Regions from separate parts of the Mus musculus genome. Here region 1 is linked to region 2. Evidence: chromatin contacts called from public HiCAR-type data. All regions are on one chromosome and are shown on one strand. The core of a region is the stretch at or near the end of the contact, and the rest is flanking DNA. Distances in the headings are between cores, read along the strand shown. Region 1 has its middle 22 kb from the start of Gm32485. Region 2 overlaps Myo16 (myosin XVI).

Evidence for each region. HiCAR-type assays count read pairs that join an accessible place to other places.
Region 1: a HiCAR-type map of astrocytes shows a contact between it and region 2, with 2.0 times the contacts expected there. The contact joins two enhancer-like sites. A contact is called at or near these places in 2 of 15 datasets of contacts at CTCF or cohesin (pro-B cells and stem cell-derived epiblast-like cells), 15 of 484 Hi-C or Micro-C datasets (the AML12 cell line, the G1E-ER4 cell line, bone marrow-derived macrophages and 8 more), 3 of 115 datasets of contacts at active chromatin or transcription factors (astrocytes, bone marrow-derived macrophages and large pre-B cells) and 1 of 9 other capture datasets (macrophages).

What each region holds. Positions count from the first base shown.
Region 1 is chr8:10,792,842-10,798,926 of GRCm38.p6, reverse strand. No RefSeq gene overlaps it. Among named protein-coding and RNA genes, the nearest start is that of Gm32485, 22 kb to the left of the region's middle. Within about 2 kb of position 4,471, at least 41 of the 459 cell types and tissues checked have an H3K27ac peak or open chromatin away from gene starts, as enhancers often do. A contact at or near this core is called in astrocytes, where this site is marked.
Region 2 is chr8:10,570,428-10,576,413 of GRCm38.p6, reverse strand. It overlaps Myo16 (myosin XVI), which reads right to left. Exons shown (of 35, transcript NM_001319151.1): 32 at 5,683-5,986. Among named protein-coding and RNA genes, the nearest start is that of Gm32330, 100 kb to the left of the region's middle. Within about 2 kb of position 2,348, at least 14 of the 459 cell types and tissues checked have an H3K27ac peak or open chromatin away from gene starts, as enhancers often do. A contact at or near this core is called in astrocytes, where this site is marked.

The DNA of each region.
Region 1 (6,085 bases), core at 3,222-5,721, 220 kb before region 2:
AAGCACACACACACAAGCACACACACATACAAGCACACACACACACACTGCTCTTTGTGGGGAGTAGGCACATGAGGACACAGCCTTGCCTGTGCCCCATTGTTATTTGTAGTTAAGAGTAAAATCCCCAAAGTAGAAAAGTACCTAGCAGTAAACTCAATTAAGAATAAAGATGCCTCATGGTGTGTGTATTCATGGACAAGTCACTTAGTGGTTTTATTTTAAGACCACAATGAGGTAAGTATGTTAAAAAGTGACTAAAAGAATGTAGAGAAGCCACAACAGAGAGTTTCCAATCCTCTGGGCTCTCTGCACGCTTCATTGGAGAGTTCAGGGTGGTATTTCCTGGATGAACAGACAAGAGAATAGAGGAGCCTGTGGCCTGTGAGCATGAGTTGATCAAGATGACTGTCCCAAGCTGGTCCCCATCAGTTCTGTCCTTGAAGCATACAGAGAGGGCAGAGGTAGCCCTCCACCCTCCAGACTTAACTACTGCACGAATCTCATCCTGTCTGCGGGAGGCACTCCACAGATGTCTTTGCAACATACAGAGTGTGCTTTCCCCTGTCTAGATTCAGTCATGGTGTTGTATAGACCCTGTTATCAAATGATAGGTCCCAGGGTTCTAGCATGACCTGTCTCTGTAGGTGAAATCAAAAGAAGTTTCTGAGAGCAATACCAGGACCCTGTCTCAAAAGCAGCAGGGATTATTTTTGTCAACCTAGCAATGGCTTCACAAAATATATTGTCCATCCTCCAGACACACTCTTTCTGTCTGTCTCTGTCTCTGTCTCTGTCTCTGCCTCTGCCTTTGCCTCTGTCTCTGCCTCTGTCTCTCCATCTCTCTGTCTCTCTCCCGTGTGTGTGTGTGTGTGTGTGTGTGTGTGTATGTATGTGTGTGTGTGTGGGTGTTTATAGGCTAAATGGAATCCTTAAGGGACATCTGCCTTAATTTTTGAGACATTTGAGTCTCTCAGCTACCTGTAGATTGACATCCATGGAATCTGAGGAATGAACCTGCATCTAGTCCCTATCACCAGGATTACAAAGACATATTACTACCACCCTGCCTGGCTTTTGACATGTGTGTAACAAGGAGCAAATCTCAGGTCCCCATGCTTTACAAATGGAACTATCTCCTCTGCCCCTGACTGACTTCTTCATTCAGCTAGACATGTCTGCTAGGATAGACCTGAATGAGAGCAGCTGAGATGGGCTGGGATCATCAAAAAGAAGAATATATTTCTAGTCACCTCAACACTGAGAACTGTGAATGAAGAGACCCTGTGGTTGGTTCATAGGAGATCAATCTGTAGAGATCAACAGAACTTCACCTAAGCCATCCGGTGAGGTAGACAGCTACCACCTAAGGTCTTAGCAGAATCCTGCATTGCTAGATGTATCCAGTTTCTGGGAGAGTACACAAGGTGCTGAGCTTTAGTCAAGGCTGTGCTTTTCTGAGCAGCTGATGATGAGTGTTTAGTTTTTACTTGACTTTTCTGTCTTTCTGTCTTCCTGTTTTACACCTGCCTGCCTGCCTGCCTTCCTTCCTTCCTTCCTTTCTCTCTTCCTTCCTTCCTTCTTTTTCCTTCCTTCCTCCCTCCCTTCTTTCCTTCTTCCCTTCTTTCCTTCCTTCTTTCTTTCTTTCTTTCTTTCTTTCTTTCTTTCTTTCTTTCTTTCTTTCTTTCTTATTTCCTTCCTTCCTTCCTTCCTTCCTTCCTTTCTTTCTTTCTTTCTTTCTTTCTTTCTTTATTTCCTTTCTTTCCTTCCTTCCTTCCTTCCTTCCTCCCTCCCTCTCTCCCTTCCTTCCTTCCTTCCTTCCTTCCTTCCTTCCTTCCTTCCTTCCTCCCTCCCTCCCTCTCTCCCTTCCTTCCTTCCTTCCTGTCTCTCTTCCTTCCTTCCTTCTTCTCCCCCCCCCCCCCCCCCCGTTGATTCTCAGCCAAATTCATCAGGCTCAGAGATGCTCACTGCTCCTACTTTACTGCAACACCACACACCAGAAATGATGTCTATTAAGAACATCTCAATCCATTATCACCAAAATGATGTTTTAATGAACTAATGAATTAATTTTAAAAGCAAACCCACTCAGCCACAGTAGGACTTTCCACAGGGGGAAAAAAGCATCAAGGAGCAGGTAAAGAGATCTCACCTGGTGCAGAAATCATAGTCCTGGATCTCCTGATGTCCCTTGGGCCTGTTCCTTTCCAAGCCTTGGGTTTTATTTAGACATATGAAGTAAGCAATGGTGGACAGCTTAGAAAGCCTGCTCACACTTCCAGGAATCTCCCCACTGTTTCAGTGTTTCTTCCTTAAGTTTACAAACCTCACATCTGGCTTTTGTCTATGGCTCAGGGGTTCATCTGTAAAATGAGTTAGAATCTTAACCAGCACAGGATGCCACGTCTTGGCTAAGAAGGCAATGCATACATGACTCAAAATATTTTTGAATATTAAAAAAAAGCCATCAAAACCCAACTTTCTTCTTGTTGCTTAGAAGGCTGCTGAGCACTGTGCTCTATGGCATATAGGGCATCATACCCTGCTAACTTGTGTCCCTCAGTTCTTTCCTAGCCTGAGTCAAATCCTATCTCTAGACACATTGAAGGGTATTTTTGAGCTTGAAATAAATCATATGTCTCTAACATCTAGAGGTTCAAGAACCACAAGGAGGTTCTAAAAGGTCTCCAGTTCTAAATCGCACAGTTCTCTGTCTATTGGTCTTCTGGAACCTGTGTCCTTAAATATGGGCACTGGTCACAGCAGGATATCATCAAGGACTGTTCTGTTTCTGGTTGTCCTTTTTATGTTAGAGACAACTCTCTAACACACACACACACACACACACACACACACACACACACACCATTTGCACTGTCCTGACTCTATTGAGCATGAACTTATCTTTTAGTGTCTGTTGGGTTTTTATCATGGAGCACTGCCTCATCTCTTGGACTATAAGAGAGTGGCTGACTTCCCCAATGAGGCATCCTCTGGGACTACTGGTCTGCTCCTTCCCTGGTCTTGCCATTCAGGGAATTGATAGTAACCTTAGCTGTGTGGTTTGGAGGCAACATGTGGGAAACAAGCTAGTCTCAGTGGTGACTGTTGCATTCAGTATGATACTATGTGAGCCTCTGAAGACACAGTGGTGATGGTGGTATTCCATTTTAGTGAGACATTTAGATGTTAGACATGATAGAAGTTGTAGATCCAAAATTACCAAAAGGTACTTGTCTCAGTTTAGATTGTGACTTGAAACTCATGTTAAAATGTCTTCTTTCTTCCTTCAAGGGATACTGAGCACTGACCACAGCAAGCCATTTTGAACTGTACTTTAAACATGGGAACATTTTCTGGAAACATCTTTGGTTTCAAGATATCTTTGACTCTTTTTCAGTTGTGTGCATTGTTAAAATTCTTCCAAAAAGGGCTGAGAGGAATGAAAATAATACAGATACTGGGACACATAAGGCTATGAAAATAGAACATCAAATAGACATTCATGCCATTCTGAGCAGCCTGTTCCCACAGGAAGAGTCAGGAATTTCCACCAAATTTGTTCATGGCCAACCTCTACCATCTATGTCCATTTGTACACATATGCATTTGCACCTGTATGCATGTGCACCAACATGAACGTGCACATGTATGTGTGTATATATGTATGTAAGTATATACACATAAATACACAGGAAAATAGAATTTCAAGAGCTGTTCAAACATCTTATTAGATTTATTTATTTTATTCCAAGGGCTGTTGCACCCCAAGGCACACAGGTGGCAGACAGAAGACAATCTGCAGGAGTCAGTTTGTGCTTTCTACCATGTGAATTCTGGGGAGCAAACTCAGGTCATTAGGCTTGGTGGCAAGTGGCTTTATCCTCTGAGCCATCTCTCTGCTCCCCAAAGGACATTTTTTTTTTTTTTTTTTAGCAGTAAGACTCAGAGTGGTCTGAGTTGGATGTGTCTGCAATGCATACAGGACTCAGAATAGTTTTGAATATTCAAAAAAAAAAAAAAAAAACAGCCACCAAAACCAGACTTCCCTTTCAGAATGGTCTTTTTATTTTTATTTTGCATTTTGTAACTCTACTAAGTGTAGTCACCCAGCATCCAAGGTCAGCCGAACTGAAAAAGCAGAACAAAAACACACAGAAGGGTGATTTCTCAGAAGGAAATGGCAGCATTCATGTCCATAGAAGCAAACTTTAATCCTGCGGCTGAGAGGGGGAAACACAATGGCCGCATGGGGCTAATGGAGAATTCCCGGCTCTATTCTTCCCTGAAATATTTCATGGATGCATTCATCGCTCTTTCTCTTCAGAATGAAAGCAATAAAACAAACGAGAGACCTAATCTTTAGTTCAAATAAATGAAAAGAAATTGAAATCCACTTCATTCCCTGAGAAAGAGGAAGAATACAAATGAGGCGCATTGTGAGGTTTCTGGAAAGGAGCGATGCACCACAGCTGTAGGAATGTGGCCTGACAGCCTCTGCCTGTCAGCGCCATTAGCGGGGAGATCTGCTCAGGAAGGTTCCATTTTGTCTGAAAGGATGAAGTCCTGCTGCAAAGACTTGAGTGTGTGATGCACAGGGCAAGAGTGCAGTTAGATTTTTTTTTGCTGTCTAGGTCCTGACTCCCCATCTGGTGTGTGTATGTGTGTGTGTGTGTGTGTGTGCACTTAGGTGTGCATGTGTGTGTACGTGCACATGTGTGTGTGTATGTTTGTGCATTTAGGTGTGCATATGTGCGTGTATGGAGGCCAGAGGTTGATATCAGGTTTCTTCCTCAACTATTCTCCATCTTCATCTTTGAATTAAGTTCCCTTACTAATGAGGCTGACTTGCTGATCTTGGGATCTTCCTGTTTCTACCTCCCCAAAGCATGGACTGTATGCTCATTGTATGCAGCATTTTTACATGGATACTGGGAATCTGAGCTCAGGGCCTCATTCTTATATAGCATGTACTTTACTGACTGAAGCGCGCGCACGCGCGCGCACACACACACACACACACACACACACACACACTTACCCCATCCTCATCTGGCTTTAAAGAATAACTCTGAGCAACAGCTTCAGTCTGCTCACTGTAGAGTGAGGGTTGCTGTCCAATGGCCTGGACAGAGGGAGCACTTGCCCAGAGTGCACCCTGGAAACCATCAATATTCTTTAGATGCATCCATCTTTACAGGCTGGATGTATAGAGTTCAGGAAGGCACAAACACTTACAAGAAAAAAATAAAAGAAAATTTGTGATTTAAGATGCCAGTCTGTGGCAGCCACATTTTCCTTCTTTTGTTTCTTCCTCTGTTTTGGGATGAGTGAGTATTTGAATGTGCATGGTACATGCATGTGAGTATGCATTGTGCATGCATGTGTGTGGTATATGCATGTTAGTGTGTATGGTATATGCATGTTAGTGTGTATGGTATATGCATGTAAGTGTATTTGGTACATGCATATGAGTGTGTGGTACATGCATGTGAGTATGTGTGGTACACACATGTATACATGGTACATGCATGCGAGTGTGCATGGTACATGCATGTGAGTGTGTGATGCATACATGTGAGTATGCATGGTGCATACATATGAGTGGTGTATGCATGTTAGTGTGTATGGTGTATGCATGTAAGTGTATGTGGTACATGCATGTGAGTATATGTGCTATACGCAGGTATACATGGTACATGCATGTGAGTGCATGTGGTGCATGTGTGTGAGTGTATATAGTACATGCATATGTGCATGTTGCATACATGTGATTGTGTGTGGTACATGCATGTGAGTGTGCATGGTGCATGCATATGAGTGTGTGACACATTCATGTGAGTGTGCATGCATATGAGTGTGTGTGGTACATGCACATGAGTGTGCAGGTATGCATGTATACATGTGGAGCCAGAGGAAAGCATTGGATGTCTTCCTCCATTCTCTCTGCGTTTGTGTCTTGAAACAGTCTCTCACTGAACCAGAAACTGGGCAGTCAGAGAACTTCCAGGATCCTCTTATCTCTACCTCCCATTGCTGGAGGTGTAACACATGAATCTATGCCTACCTTTATGCTGGTGCTGGG
Region 2 (5,986 bases), core at 1,099-3,598:
GGTATTTGGAGAGAGAAACTATGGTAATTTGTGAGATGAATGTCAAACCACAACCAATGTCTAGGCATTGAACAAGTTTCCAAATACTATAGGGGACAAAGAGCTCTGTCCTTTGAATGGGTCAATTTGGCTACTGATCAATTTATAAAACGCCAAAGAACATTTCTTAGTGTAACTGACTAAAGTATGAGGTTTCCAAACATCGGAGAATTAGAAACACTCAAAGTCGCAGCCACCTCTCCCAAGTACAGATACCTTCGTTTGATGCAGGGAAGTCATGAAGTTAGTGAAAGGACTCCTTCTTGTTAGAGACATACTATACCTGTGGGTATGGGGACAGCCACAGGTCTGTTGAGAGAAGAACTGTTGCCCAGTTCCTCTTGGAACTTAGTTGTAAGTGGCGACCAGCTTTCTTTGAGGATACCTATCTCATCTCTCCAAAAGACTTCCTCATTTGGACACTGAGGAAAGTGTAGTGTTAATGCAAGATGGTTCCAGAATGCAAGGGAACAATGCTTTCTGTGCCTAAGAGGGAAACTTCTGTGTGAAGGGAGGCTGTGGATGGGTGCAGGTCATAGAGAAGATTCATACAGCAGTGAACTGTGTGCTGTCTACAGCCTTAGAAATATTCATGAGCCTTGGAGCTACCTTTCACAGGCACCAAGGAGCATGCAGACACCCAAGTACATCACCACAGAGAGCGGCATCTGGGTGGAAGGAAACCAGAGCAGCCACGGACAAGACAGCACAAGATCTATCCATGGGCAAGAGGCCGGGGAGATGCCTCCTATTATTTGAGGTCAAGATTTGCATGAGGCAGACTAATTCCGTGTGGTGCCAACTCATTTGAATGTATCGGATTAAACAACAATAACATTGGAATTTCCGCTTCAAATTTCACACCACCAGTGGAGAGTAGGCACTTGCAGACAAGGAGCATGAGTAAGCAGACACCAATCCTGCTGGTCAGCCAGGAAGCGGGCGCCATCTTGCTTCTCATTGCTAAGCAGTGTCTAGGGTACAGCATTGTACCTGTCACAGAAGCATCAACGCTTTGTAAAATGTTGAATCAAGATACCGCCGCTGCCTTTATTTTCCTGCGTAAGACAAGATGGAATGGGGAATCTTGTTGGGAGTTTGTTTTTTGTTTTTAGTTTAGTTTAGTTTTGTTTTGTTTTGTGGCATGCAAACTGCTGTGGTTATACAATGAATAGTGAACCCTAGCTTCCAGAATCAGCCTTGTTGTGGGTAGTGGGCACCCTATGGGCCTAGACTGGGTGCAGTGACTGTCTGAGGTAAAGACACTTAAGAATATACCTTTCCTGTTGAAGAACGTAAACATGAGGTATTTATAAATATTAACAAAGGTTGAGCCCCAGCGTGCACTTCCAGTTCACCCAGTGATGGGGAGTGGTGTGAGAAAAGAAAGACAAAGCATCCCAGACCACAAGGTACTTACTTGTGTAACCTATTCCCTCCAGTACACTCAAAACCTTCCACAGGCCAACTTTAAAGCCCTTCTAAAACAAACAGTATTCGAAAATAAAAACACGGTTCTGTAAGATTTAATTTATAAAATACAGACTTCCAAACTCAAAATATTCTTTATCTGAAATGTTTATATAATCGAGTAGAATATCAGAAACTTATGATGATTTCTACTTGGATTAAGCAAGCCTTAAATGAAAGTGCTACCAGGCTCTGGATCTAGGAAATATCTGTATATCTATGCCTCCGTCTATATTTAAGCCTCTATGTGCCTCTTGGCCTCTACAGAAGGTAGAGCTTCCATACAGTAGTCAACCCAGCTACTGTATGGAAGACATGTTATAGTAGTCTTCTGCTGTAATCATTTCCAAGTACTTGTTTACATCTGGAACGCTCTGGATTCACGGGGTCAGGGAATAATGAAATGAGTGTTGTGCTTTCGTTGTGTTTTAAGGGAATAACTTGTGAATCAAACTCATCTTAGCTCTGTCTGGCTCCCTTCTACTTTTCTCCTCAGACTTCTACCACACGCTGTATTCCGTGGATACCCCATCTTCCTGGGATCCTGTTCAGTGACTTTCAGTTAAGAGTCCATAAAGACAAACATGCCGGGAACTACCACTCAGAGCAATAGCGCCTCCTGGTGTCCTGGCCAAGCCTCCTTTGCCATTTGAAAAGGGCCTCACATTTTCAAAGGAAGCAACGAGAAATAATTAGCATGGTGATTCTCAGATCATCAGAAGAAAACCCTGTGGCAGTTAGCTGAAACTTTAGCTCTTACAGGGCAAAGGCAAATAACTATCTGGTCATATTTCACCTCAATGGCTTAACTGGTCTAATTCTGTCTCTGGAATTTATAGGACTGTTTACCTGTAACCCGAAAAGTACATATTCAACAGTCTTGAGTTTTCTCACCCAAGCTCTGTGACTGTTACTGTCACACGGAAGCAATAAAATATGTATTTAACCCCTCTACCCCTGGTCTTTTCTCAGGCAGCATCAAGGAAAGAATTGTGGAAAGAGCTGTACTGGACAGACCCACTGCTCTGTCAGGCTTTGTAGAGGAACACTAGGCAAGCTTATCTTTTCTCTGAGCCTCTGTTTCCCCACCTGTATTATGGGCATATTCGTAGTAGTTAACTCAGAATAGAGTGTGGGAGCAGCAGGCTGTTAAAAATGGTGCCTGAAGCCCCCCACTGCTGTTAGTCCAACATGGCTAATCTTTTCAGTCAGGTCTATGTGCCTCTCCCCACCCCCAACTCTGTGTTCTGTATTATTAGAATGTCCATGATTATTTAGCTCACAAGAAAAATCTAAAGCCTGGAATGTTGACTTGTGCCTGTTAAATCCCACCACTCTGGAAGCTAAGGCAGGAGGGTTGCCATAAGTTGGAGGTCAGCTTAGGCTACAAATTGAGACTCTGTCTCAAAGATAAACAGAAAGTGAACTATTTTAATGTACACTGTTATTCATGAAATCCTACAAGGAGGTCTCCAGAATAGTCCTGGGATAGAATTATATACCAGAGAACCGACCTTACTTCTGTACACAATTTCTCCCTTACTATTGCATAACACATTTGTGTTCAAAATACCTGCAACGGGAAATTCACTGACAGTTTAGTGCTCTCCAAGTCACCATGCTAAAAAGCAAAAGAAACCCTGTGAGCCCACTCTGCAAAACGTGCGCGCCAATCTCCAAGCTTCACAGCCATCCAGGTATTAATGGGAGCTACCACTGATGCCTGCCAGAAGGGAGACTTAGCCACACACTAGATGACTTTAGATATAAAAATGTCTTTCAAAATAAAGATTCAAGAGAAGACGATTGGGAGCCTGAGCTGTGATTCACTATGAATGGTAACCCCGGGGATCCCTCAGTAGAAAGTGGATTTTCTCTCCTGAGGATGAAACCCTGTAAGCCTTAATAATCATGTAAGCTGCTCCAGCACACGGCAGGGGCATTAAATCTCTCCCTTCCCTATCTTACCATAACCCTTTCACAGTCTCAGAGATCGCCCTGCTCTATCTCAGGGGAGCATGTCACACAAGCGTATAAACCCATTTCCCTCACAGGCTTGGGAAAATTCCATTAAGTGTATGTTGGGAACTCCTGCATCTGGGTGGGAACAGCCGAGGCTCATGTCATTAAGATTCCTGATATTACAGAAGTGATCATAAATGCTTCAAAGCAGCTTTTCTTTCCTTTTCTTTTCTTTTCTTTTCTTTTCTTTTCTTTTCTTTTCTTTTCTTTTCTTTTTTTCTTTTCTCTCCTTCCTTCCTTCCTTCCTTCCTTCCTTCCTTCCTTTCTTTCTTTTTCAGATTAGAATGTATTTTGTGAAAACTCGAAGTGGGGCTATAGATATGCTACAACTTTTCAGTTGCAATGCTGGCTGGTTGATATGACCTGGGGGAGGGAGCAGGTTCACAGGCCATGCTTGGAGGCCTGCCATGCCCCTCATCTGTTCTGCTGCCTTGAGGTTTCCCTTTGTTTTGCAGAGATCTATTTTGTTATTTAGCTTTGTGTCTGTGTGCATCTGTGCTGTAGAGGCTACGGGAGGGCTCTAGATGCCTTGGTGCTGGAGTTACAGTTGGCTGTGAGCTTCCTGATGTGGGTGCTGGAACAGAACCTATATCCCCTGGAAGAGCAACAAGCACCCTTAACTGTTGAGCCATATCCCCAGGCTAGAAACCTCCTTGAGGTTTCTAAGTGATAAGCTCTCCCTAGACTTATATGGACTTCACTGCTTTTTGACAGAGAGGAATCTACCCAGTTCTGACCTATAGAAAGGCATATTTGGTGGGACTTTTAGTTCTAGCTTTTAGCTAGAACTTTTAGTTCTAGCTTCAAATAATATTTTTGACCTTATTTAATGCTTTCTTTTTAGGGTCCATTTTGGTTGTTGGGATAAAACATGACTTGTAGAATTACAACGTTTTGTTGTTCCTTACCAGTATACTTTCATTTACTAATAGCCTATAATTAAGGAGAGATTGTTAGTTAAACAAACCATTAGGCACCGAGGCATGGCTGGTTATTTATCTCCTTGTCAGAGGTCCTAAGCTTTGGCCTACTTTTTTTTTTTTAATTTCTTTTCATTTTTTTTCTAATTTTATTATGTACGATCCTTCTTGCATCAAACCAGGGGAGCTAGAATATTTATGTATTACTCCTTGAAGAATGAGCAAATTGATGAATGCACAAAACACTGTGCTCTGGGTCCCACTTCTATAGTCAGTTCCTGTGACTGCCTCTGAGGAAGATGCCTCCTGTCTACAGAGGCTCAGGCACCAGGTGTCTCCATCTTCAGTGGGATGTGGGGCTCTAGCTGATACACTTCTTCTTGGAATAGTGAGATGCCTCATTTCTTCTCCAAAAGATAAGAGTATTGAGAAGATATTTTGCAAAAGAATAATATATATATTCATTCCTCTATGGCTTTTGGATATGCAAGCGCAGCACACTGAGCATGGAGGGATGAAGGAGATGTGGTGGTCTCCACATCAGAGACTGTCAGAGCATCCTCAGAGACTGGTGCTGCTGGCTGCATTCCTTGTTTGCAGAACACAGGGTGTTTCTTACTGCTGGCAGCTGCCTCTAGTTGCAGCAGCCTAACCCTCAGCTCATCAGAATGGTCAGAGACTGCAGACAGTCCCTTCAACTGAGCTGTGAGTGAGAAAACAAAAACAGAACTAGCCCTCGCTCTTCCTTGGGTTGCTTGGTGAGAGAAGAAAACAACCATCCAGGGCCACACTCAGGTGAGCAGTATTAGGGACAAAGGAGCAACTGGACCAATGACAATGTCAGATACTATGTGCCAGCATGATACTCACTCACATGGGACAGAAGGACACTGGAGATGAATGGTGAATAAACAAATCAAACACAAATCAGCAACATCAGACCAGCGAAGGATACCATGTTCAAGCTGTTAGGAAGTGTCATAGGAAAACAACAGTACCAACAAAACTGAGAAGGTGCTGTTCAAATTTGCCCTGGTTTACATGCTCAAACACTAATTTGTTAAGTCATGCCAGTGCGTGGCATTCAGAAGTCACAGAAAGTGTTCCAAGCTTATTACTGCTGGTCACCTGAGACCAGGTTTTCGATCAACACTTACTCTGAATGGCCATGCACAGGAGATGTGGCTTATGCTATGCACGTGTACTAGGAATCCACTGGGTTTCTGCTTACCTTCAGCCTCCCTGATCCTTCGTCCCACTGCAGACCTGCGTAGCACACTCCTTCCCGAGTTGAAGAGGCTGGCCAGCTCGTCCAGAGGACTGGACAGCGGTCTGCTGTTGGGTGGGCTGTAAGGGCTTGGTGGAGAGAAGGTGGATGAGGTCTTCCTGAGGTCTGCTCTGGCTGTCTTTCCCGGTGAATATGGAGCCTTGACAAAGGAGCTGCAGGGACCCGGTACTGGGGCCGAACTGGGCTTTGGCTGTGTTCTGGGCAGGTCTGAGTTAGTCAGCGCTTTAGCTGCAGTGACCAGGACAGA